2 separate regions of the Mus musculus genome follow, and region 1 is linked to region 2. A link is a contact called in public Hi-C data. All regions are on one chromosome and are shown on one strand. The core of a region is the stretch at or near the end of the contact, and the rest is flanking DNA. Distances in the headings are between cores, read along the strand shown.

Region 1 (3,800 bases), core at 1,106-3,605, 36 kb after region 2:
TGTTTGCTCCTTTGTTGATAGTTTTCCCAAGTTAGTGGGGAAGAACTCAGTGGCCACTGTTATAATTTGGTGGCGATAACATATCTGCTTTTGTTCTTCAACCATGAAGGCAAAGGTTAAAAGGCTGAGGAGGGCCAAACACACCATAGTATTACAAAGGAAATCGGGTTGCCCTTGGGGGACCCTGAGAGGGTCTTGGGGGACTGAAATCCAAGCTCAAAGCCTAGGACAGCCCCAGCTGGGATTGGTGGCACACACATGTATTCCCAATACCAAGGAGCTGAGACAGGAGGATCTAAAGTCCCAGGCTAGTCTGGAACACCTAGGGAGACCCTGTTTGCAAAACAATGCAAGACAGACAAATACCAAGCCAACAAGACACCATAGCAAACAACCTAAGGGGCGTCATTCCATAATTATTAAGCAGCTCCCAGTCCCTATTCCTTGTCCAGACCCCACATCTCTCTTCATTACCCTTACCTGCTATGTGATCTCAAAGTCTCAGCCAAGGCCTCTCCTGCTCTGGGAAGCTGTCCCCAATCCACAAAGCCTAGATTTCTCTAGCATGGTGCTTACTATTGACATAGAGATACTTACCCTGTAACCCTTATAAAAACCCTAATAGGCTACAGGTGGGGACCCTGACACCTGGAGACAGCTGGCAAGCTCTGCTGTCTTAAAGCACTCTTTGTCTCTTGTCCAGTTTTCGGGCTGGTTGAGCTTGGTTGGTAGAGTGTGTGCCTACTCTTCAAGGCTAGAGGGTTTGATTCCTAGTACTGAAAATCAACCACACAGAGTTGAAGTTCTTTGATATTTTTCTCTGACCAGTTATTTAGCCAGCTATGTGGAGGGATACACTCTGAAAGTCAGAAATGGCCAAAGTGGGGCTGAACTATACAGAGGGAAGAGAGGCAGGGTCAGGGGAGAGATGGCTGCTGCAGTCTGCACTCCAGAAAGATCTTCAGTGTGTCTGTGGAAATCATCAGATGTCTAGAAACTGATATTCAAAGCCAAGGCATCTAACTAGAAAAGCCAGGAGCAAGAATAAGAAATACATCCATAAATCCAAGGGCATCATCATTTTGAAGGAAACAAGGAAGGGACATCTGTCCCACCTGAAGTGATGACATAGCATAAAGTCAAAGTCATTAAGACACAAATGCGTACACAGATGAGAAAGAGATTACTTGACTGCTTTGAAAGGCTCAAGTTTATCAGTGACACACCACAGGAAAGAGGAAAAGGAACCTAGGGAAAGATATCTGAAACACAGAGACCCAGTCAAGAACAAGGGCTCAGGTTTTACAGAGAATCTCTACAGACAAGGCCGAAAAAGGCCATGCCGCCTAGACACAGAGTTACAAACGTAAACTTCACAAAAGATGAAAACCACAGTGGTCAATAAAGAAATAGACACCAAACCTCACTAAGTAAACAGGGAAATGAGGTACTCGTCCTGCATCAGATTAGCTAACATAAAAAGGCCTTGTAACCAGAGTGTTGGGAAGATAATGAAACAGGCCCTCAGGATGGACAGTAACTTTGTCCCTCCCCCTTGGAGACTCCACTGATAATTGAAGCAGTGAACATTCGGTCTCTGGTCAGGATACGGCCCAGAGAAATGTTTACAATGTGTGTATGAAACACAGGCACAGGAATGTTCACAGTAGCAAGGGGCAGCAAGGAGGCTGTCCTCACCAACAGGAAGTTCATACATGGGTTCTCATAGGGTGGCTGGACATGATACTGTCTCAGAGAGGAAGTGAAGGAGTCGAATCTGCATGGGTTGGAATATGGAGAGAAACAAAGCAAGCTTCGTGAGAATATGCGTAGCATTGTACCGTTCAGATAAAAAATACATATTGAAAGTCCATATTGTTAAAGTATGCATACAGTACAATATACAGAAGCAGCTGGAAATGGGAACTACTGGGTTCCCGCACCTAGACAGTAGCAAGAGGCCTCCATTCTATTATTTTTCCACACAGTTTTCTTCATGTTGTGATATAGTTTATTTTTAACTTCAAGGGCAAACATCTAAAAAAAAAAAAAAGGAAAATCTTCATTCTTTAAGTGTATCAAAGATGTATTGGGAAGTGGGGCATGTGTGGGGCACTAAGAGTCCCTCCTTGCCCCTTGTATTGAGAATATTGGGTTTTATCAGACCGGTCACTCTGAGGCATAGTTTTAAGAAAAACAACAACAACAAAAAAAAACCCAACAACACAAAAGCTCATTCTCACCAGTTAAGTTTTCCACGATGTGCCTGCCTTCTGGGTTCAAACAACTCAACGCAGAACCCAGTTTATGTCACACGTGAGGTCAGGGGAGGAAAAATAAGACCAGTGCCTGGAAAGTGGGCTGGGAAACAGACCCCGAGTGCACACCGTTTGTTTGTTCAGACTGTTCAGCAAGAGGAAGGGAAACTCGGAAATTCCTTGGCTATAAATTGCAATGTAAAAGACAAAGAGAACCCTGGCATCTTAAGGACCTGTAAATCACATCTGCCGGGAGCAGAAATTGCAGTATCCCCGTCACCCAGCGTCCACCTCCACACTTCTGACAGAGGAACTCCTGTTTTTTGGAGAAACACACATGAAGTACGTGTAAAACCTGAGCGGGAATCGGCTGCTGTGTACACCACCTGCCTAATAAAATGAGGATAAATGTGAGGTTTTTGGCTGTGTAGATCTGTTTATGTTTTAACTCGGAGGCACTCGCCATCAAAATGTCACCTACATGGGTTTATTTCAAAAGTACAACATGGAGGGAAGATAAATAATTTTGTGGTGTCTGTGGGGTTTCTGCTTTTGAAGCTGATGTGGTGCCACAGAGTTCCTGTTTGTAAACTAAGGTGCGATCAGTTCTTGGGTTAGTGGGAGCAAGGGCATTTATGAACAGCTAATGGGGCGCTGCGACAGCAGCCAGGCACTGAGCAGTCAGGCCGTGGGGCCGGGTTTACAGGGCTGCCCAGACAGATGCTAACTCCAGAGATTGCCAGCAGTTTAGATATCAAGCTAATGGCCACAGGTAACAAACAACAACTCCCCCAGAATAAACACACGACTCATTTAAAACTCTTTCTCCCAATCACGTCAACTACCTGCAAAATCGTTTCTTTGAAGAAATACACAATGAGTCACCCTCCCGTTAAGGGATTTGCTAGAAACAAAGATGCAGGAAGCCATGTAAAAATGATTTGTGAGGCTGCTTGACGCCTGACAGGTTTGTTGTTGTTTTTTTTTTTTTTTTAAACCATTTCTATGCTCATTTTAAGAAAAATGCATCTGCAGGCAGCTTCACTGCTAGTCAAGGCTAAAAGCTGCTTTTAGATGTGTGAGAGGCATCGCTGGGAGGGAACCCTTAAGAAGAATAAAGTAAAGAACATGTTAGAAAACCACAGCGGACACTAGCTGGAGACCTGGGTACCTTTTACCCAGCACAGTCCCTGCTCTAAGAAACCAGCCATCACTGACCCACTCCCCAGTGACAGTGGGAGCATCATTCATGAGGGATGCTGCTGTGTCTTAGAGATATTAGTTGATGGGGTGGCATATGGGGGTATGAAGACGGGGAGCAGAGATCCCATCTGGGGGTGAGCTAACCCCCAGTTCTATTTGTTCTCATTAAAGGGAGCAGAGGATTTTAGTACCTAACATGCAATTTCATAGCAGAAAAGGAACGAGCAGTCTGTGTTTGGGTGTTGGACTCTTTTTTAAAATATTATATTTACTTATGTGTGTGTATGAGAGATAGATATAGACATAGAAATGGGTATAGAAATATAGATAGAGAGCATG
Region 2 (3,727 bases), core at 730-3,229:
TTTCCTCAGAGTAGCTGAGTGGACTTCAATCTACTCAAGACTCAGCATGGCCAACTCAGGCCCTAAGCTCTGGCCTGGTAGACTGGAGACCTGAATGTCATTCCCCATCCTTTTTATATCATCAGTATGAGGCAGTAAAAAGAGCTTGACACCGGGTATGAGGCTAGTTAGTGGCTGCGGGACTTGTCCTTTCCCTGAGCCACCTTCCTTCTTCCACCCCTTGTAGCAGTTCGGGAGTTCAATCCTATGAAGAATATCTGCAGTGATGCATTTCTTCACCATGACCTGGTAGGGCTTTCCAAAGTAAAGACTGAACTTGCGTTTTGAATTTTACTTCATTCTTTTCAAATAGCTAATGTTTGTTAGGACGGCTGTCTATCTTAAAAGCTTGTTTATTTTAGTTTGTATATTTGACTGTCTCCATATGTTGCCCAGGCTACCCTGACACGATTGTCCCTTTGTCCTCTGGAGTGCTGGCCCTTACAGGAGTTCACCACCACATCTGGATTGTAGATGAATGTATAAGTCCTATATTGATAGGAGGTGATTTTCCCTCCTCAGGGGAGCCGAGAGCCAAAGTGCAGAGGGACCAGCAAGCAAAGTTGGGGCTCTGTGCAAAGGCCAGGCTCTCTGCCACTACTGTGATACTCTGGACTCTTTGCCATCCTCCCAGGGATGGTTTACCAGAGCTTTGGGTGGAGAGGCCTGGCCAGGCAGGGGACAGAGGATGAGCTGAAATCTGCCACTTAGTAGGCACGAGCCTAGTCTCTGTGAGTCAGTCGCTAGGCATGCTAATTAGGGGTAATAAATACGGTCCATCTCTTAGGCTTACACTGAAATAATGCAGATAAAACATGTGCACAATCCAAGTTGCTGCCCTTCCCCCAACCGGGGACACCAGTCTACAGCAGTTTGCTTTTAGATGCTTAAAAGATGTGGGACTCTTTTTTTTTTTCAGGGAAATTCTATTTATTGCTTTTGGGGGCTTTATTGGAGGCTGCCACAGTTAAGCCTGCTGTACCAGATGCCAAGACCTGGACCCATGTGTAGGTAGGTGTACAATGCCAAATGCAGGCAGCAGACAGGGGAGCCTGAGAAGGAAGACTCACACCTGGTCTTTTCAGTACCCTGAGCACCTCTCCCTACCTGGGCCTTTGGGCTCAGTGGCACAGGATATTGAAGGGAGGGGTCTGCTTCTAACCAATCCTCTTCAAGGCTTCTGAGAGAAAGGGACGGCTTGAAAGTTTGCTTCTCATTCAAAATCCACGGCAAACTAGATGACACTGGGAATAAATCGGTTGTTAAGGAAGGCTGGGTGCGGTGGCACACAACTATAACTCCAGCACTCTAGAGGTAGAGGGAAGAGGATCAAGAAGTTCAAGGTTAGTCTTGACTATAGACCAAGCTGGAGATCAGCCTGGGCTGTCTGGGATCTTGCATTAAAATACAAGCTCCTCCCATATTCCCCCACCCTCACTCCCGACCCTTGCTAAAGTGCTTCCCAGCTTTACCACGGTGTGATCGGAAACCTTAGGCAAATTTTTCTTGTTCTTAGTTTCTTCCATTTTAAACAGCCAACCTTCTAGACTTCATTTAAGGGCCAAATGAGTTGCTTCTAAATAAAACAACAATAAGCAAAAGAGCGGTAACCATGGCACTTCCTGGCCCGTTAGCACCAGCTCATTTCTACATTTCCATGGGAGGAAAACCAAACCCAACCCAAAATGTGGCTTTTTATAATAAGCTTAAGGCAGGGAAACGATTACCGAGGTGCGGGCCAATCTCATTGGCTATAAGAGGCAGATGATTTAGCATCATCACCTGCCTTATCGTTATCCTTGAGCCGCCTGCATCCTTGGCTTCTGAGGAGGTCAATTTCCGGCACACACAAGAAAGCCCACGGCTGTGGCAGGGAACAATCGGCCACAGTGCGCTCCCTGCCTGCTGTTGATCCTTTCATTTCCTCCAGCGGGCTCCTGCCGGGGCACTGGGTTCTGAGTTCTCTGCTACTCTCTCAGACCAATCATTCACCACAGCCCTGAGCACCCAGCCACTTGCTCAAGTTTGCTGTCCAGCTACTGCCCCGTACTGCCGTACTGCCGTATAGATGGCTAATTGGGACGTGAGCTCAGCCAAATGGCAAGAAAGATTTCAAGGAGCCTGTTCAGTGGACCTTAAATATCCTGACCACAAATTTACAGCCCAGCCTGCCACGGAGGAAGCGTGAGTCAGAGGCGGAGGCGCGGCTGCTGTTGAGGGAAGGCCTCCGCGATGACATTTTTCACGCTTTTAATAAACCACCGTATTATTAGAGCTCACTAAAGCTGAACTTAATGAAAATCATGGGCCCTAAGGCCTGAATTTTTCTTTTGTATTACAAAACGAAACCAACTGGCCCAATTCAAATTAACCCCAGGAAAAAAACCCCATAGATTTTTAATTTTCTTTCTTTCTTTCTTTCTTTCTTTCTTTCTTTCTTTCTTTCTTTCTTTCTTTCTTTCTTTCTTTTTCTTTCTCTTTCTTCCTTTCTTTCTTTCTTTCTTTCTTTCTTTTCCTTCCTTTCTTCCTTCCTTTCTCTCTTTCTCTCTTTCTCCCCCTTTTCACATTCTCGTTTTCAAATTTCACTGGATTACAATCTCTCTTTGAAGAAAAGGATGAAGCCGCGTACTCTGATCGGGTACAAACTTCTCTGTGGGATCCCTTAAGGAGTGTTACTGAGCACTGTTACAAATTTTAAGAGAGACTGAGAAAGCAAACACCACAACAGAACTGCAAAGCGAGTGGCACCTGAGACTCATTCCGATTTAAAATTCCAACTTATGAATGTACTTTTCAATCAGGTCTGTCGGACCTTCCAAGCCTACACAACACTGGTGATCCTACAGACATAATGAGTACAAATTCTTAATTTTTCAGACCATAAGAGTTGAGTCCTTGGAAACTAACCTGGGGGCGGGGTGGAGGAGGGGCCGAAACTGGGCTGCCAGGCACCTGGCCTCCAAAGGCTCAGCAGCCCAGCGGAAATCTCTCCGTAGCAGCTTCCGTACCTGTATGAGCTTGTGAAAAGACATCTTTTCCCCTCGCCTTGCCGCTACGTTCGTAAACAAAACAAACGGGTACTTGCCAACTCTCAACCCAATTTGGCACCTATTTGCCCAACTAGAGCAGGCTTTCAAATGCCTCCTTGTCCTTGCCGAGCCGAAAGGAGCGGTGCCCACCCTTGGGTTCTGTGCTCTCACGACTTCCTCCCCGGGAAGGGGAAGGGCCCTGCCTGAGCTGCCTTTGTCTTGGCCCAGTGCTCCTTTTGGGATCGGGCTGGTCTCTGATTCCTGCAGGGGAGTCCCTGCTTGGCATCGAGGCTGGCCTCAGGCATAAGATCCTAATTATTTGAATGGTATTTGTTTTCATAGCTCTCTCTTTCTCTCCCTCTCTTTTTTTTAATGTGTCCAGGTCGATGGCATTTTAATGCCTTATTAAACAGGGGTTTTACAGCAGTCTGTCTGTGCAGTCTCTGGGCCCATGCCTGTACTTTGTGTGCAGGGATTTTTATCTTTCCTGCTGGCCAAAAATATTTTCCAAATTCCCTATAAAAGTTTTCGAGATTTCCTAAGACAAATAGAGCCCCACCAGCTCTGAAGTGACCCTGATGCTGTCAGAATTACAGACACGGGCCCTCTTTCTTGCTTACACTAGGACTGAACTGAACTCTCTATTCATTAACTGCCCT

The links. Hi-C and Micro-C count contacts between places; a contact is called where the count stands out from the background.
Region 1: a Hi-C map of embryonic limb bud shows a contact between it and region 2, with 1.4 times the contacts expected there. The contact joins two enhancer-like sites. A contact is called at or near these places in 3 of 39 promoter capture datasets (the 3T3-L1 cell line, the HPC-7 cell line and pre-B cells), 1 of 15 datasets of contacts at CTCF or cohesin (CD8 T cells), 8 of 484 Hi-C or Micro-C datasets (LSK cells, cerebral cortex, common lymphoid progenitors and 5 more) and 6 of 115 datasets of contacts at active chromatin or transcription factors (CD8 T cells, a colorectal cancer cell line, embryonic fibroblasts and 3 more).

The regions. Positions count from the first base shown.
Region 1 is chr11:85,958,781-85,962,580 of GRCm38.p6, forward strand. No RefSeq gene overlaps it. Among named protein-coding and RNA genes, the nearest start is that of Gm20759, 64 kb to the right of the region's middle. RefSeq lists an enhancer at 2,158-3,800. Within about 2 kb of position 2,356, at least 9 of the 459 cell types and tissues checked have an H3K27ac peak or open chromatin away from gene starts, as enhancers often do. A contact at or near this core is called in the HPC-7 cell line and embryonic limb bud, where this site is marked.
Region 2 is chr11:85,923,427-85,927,153 of GRCm38.p6, forward strand. No RefSeq gene overlaps it. Among named protein-coding and RNA genes, the nearest start is that of Tbx4, 39 kb to the left of the region's middle. Within about 2 kb of position 1,980, at least 85 of the 459 cell types and tissues checked have an H3K27ac peak or open chromatin away from gene starts, as enhancers often do. A contact at or near this core is called in the HPC-7 cell line and embryonic limb bud, where this site is marked.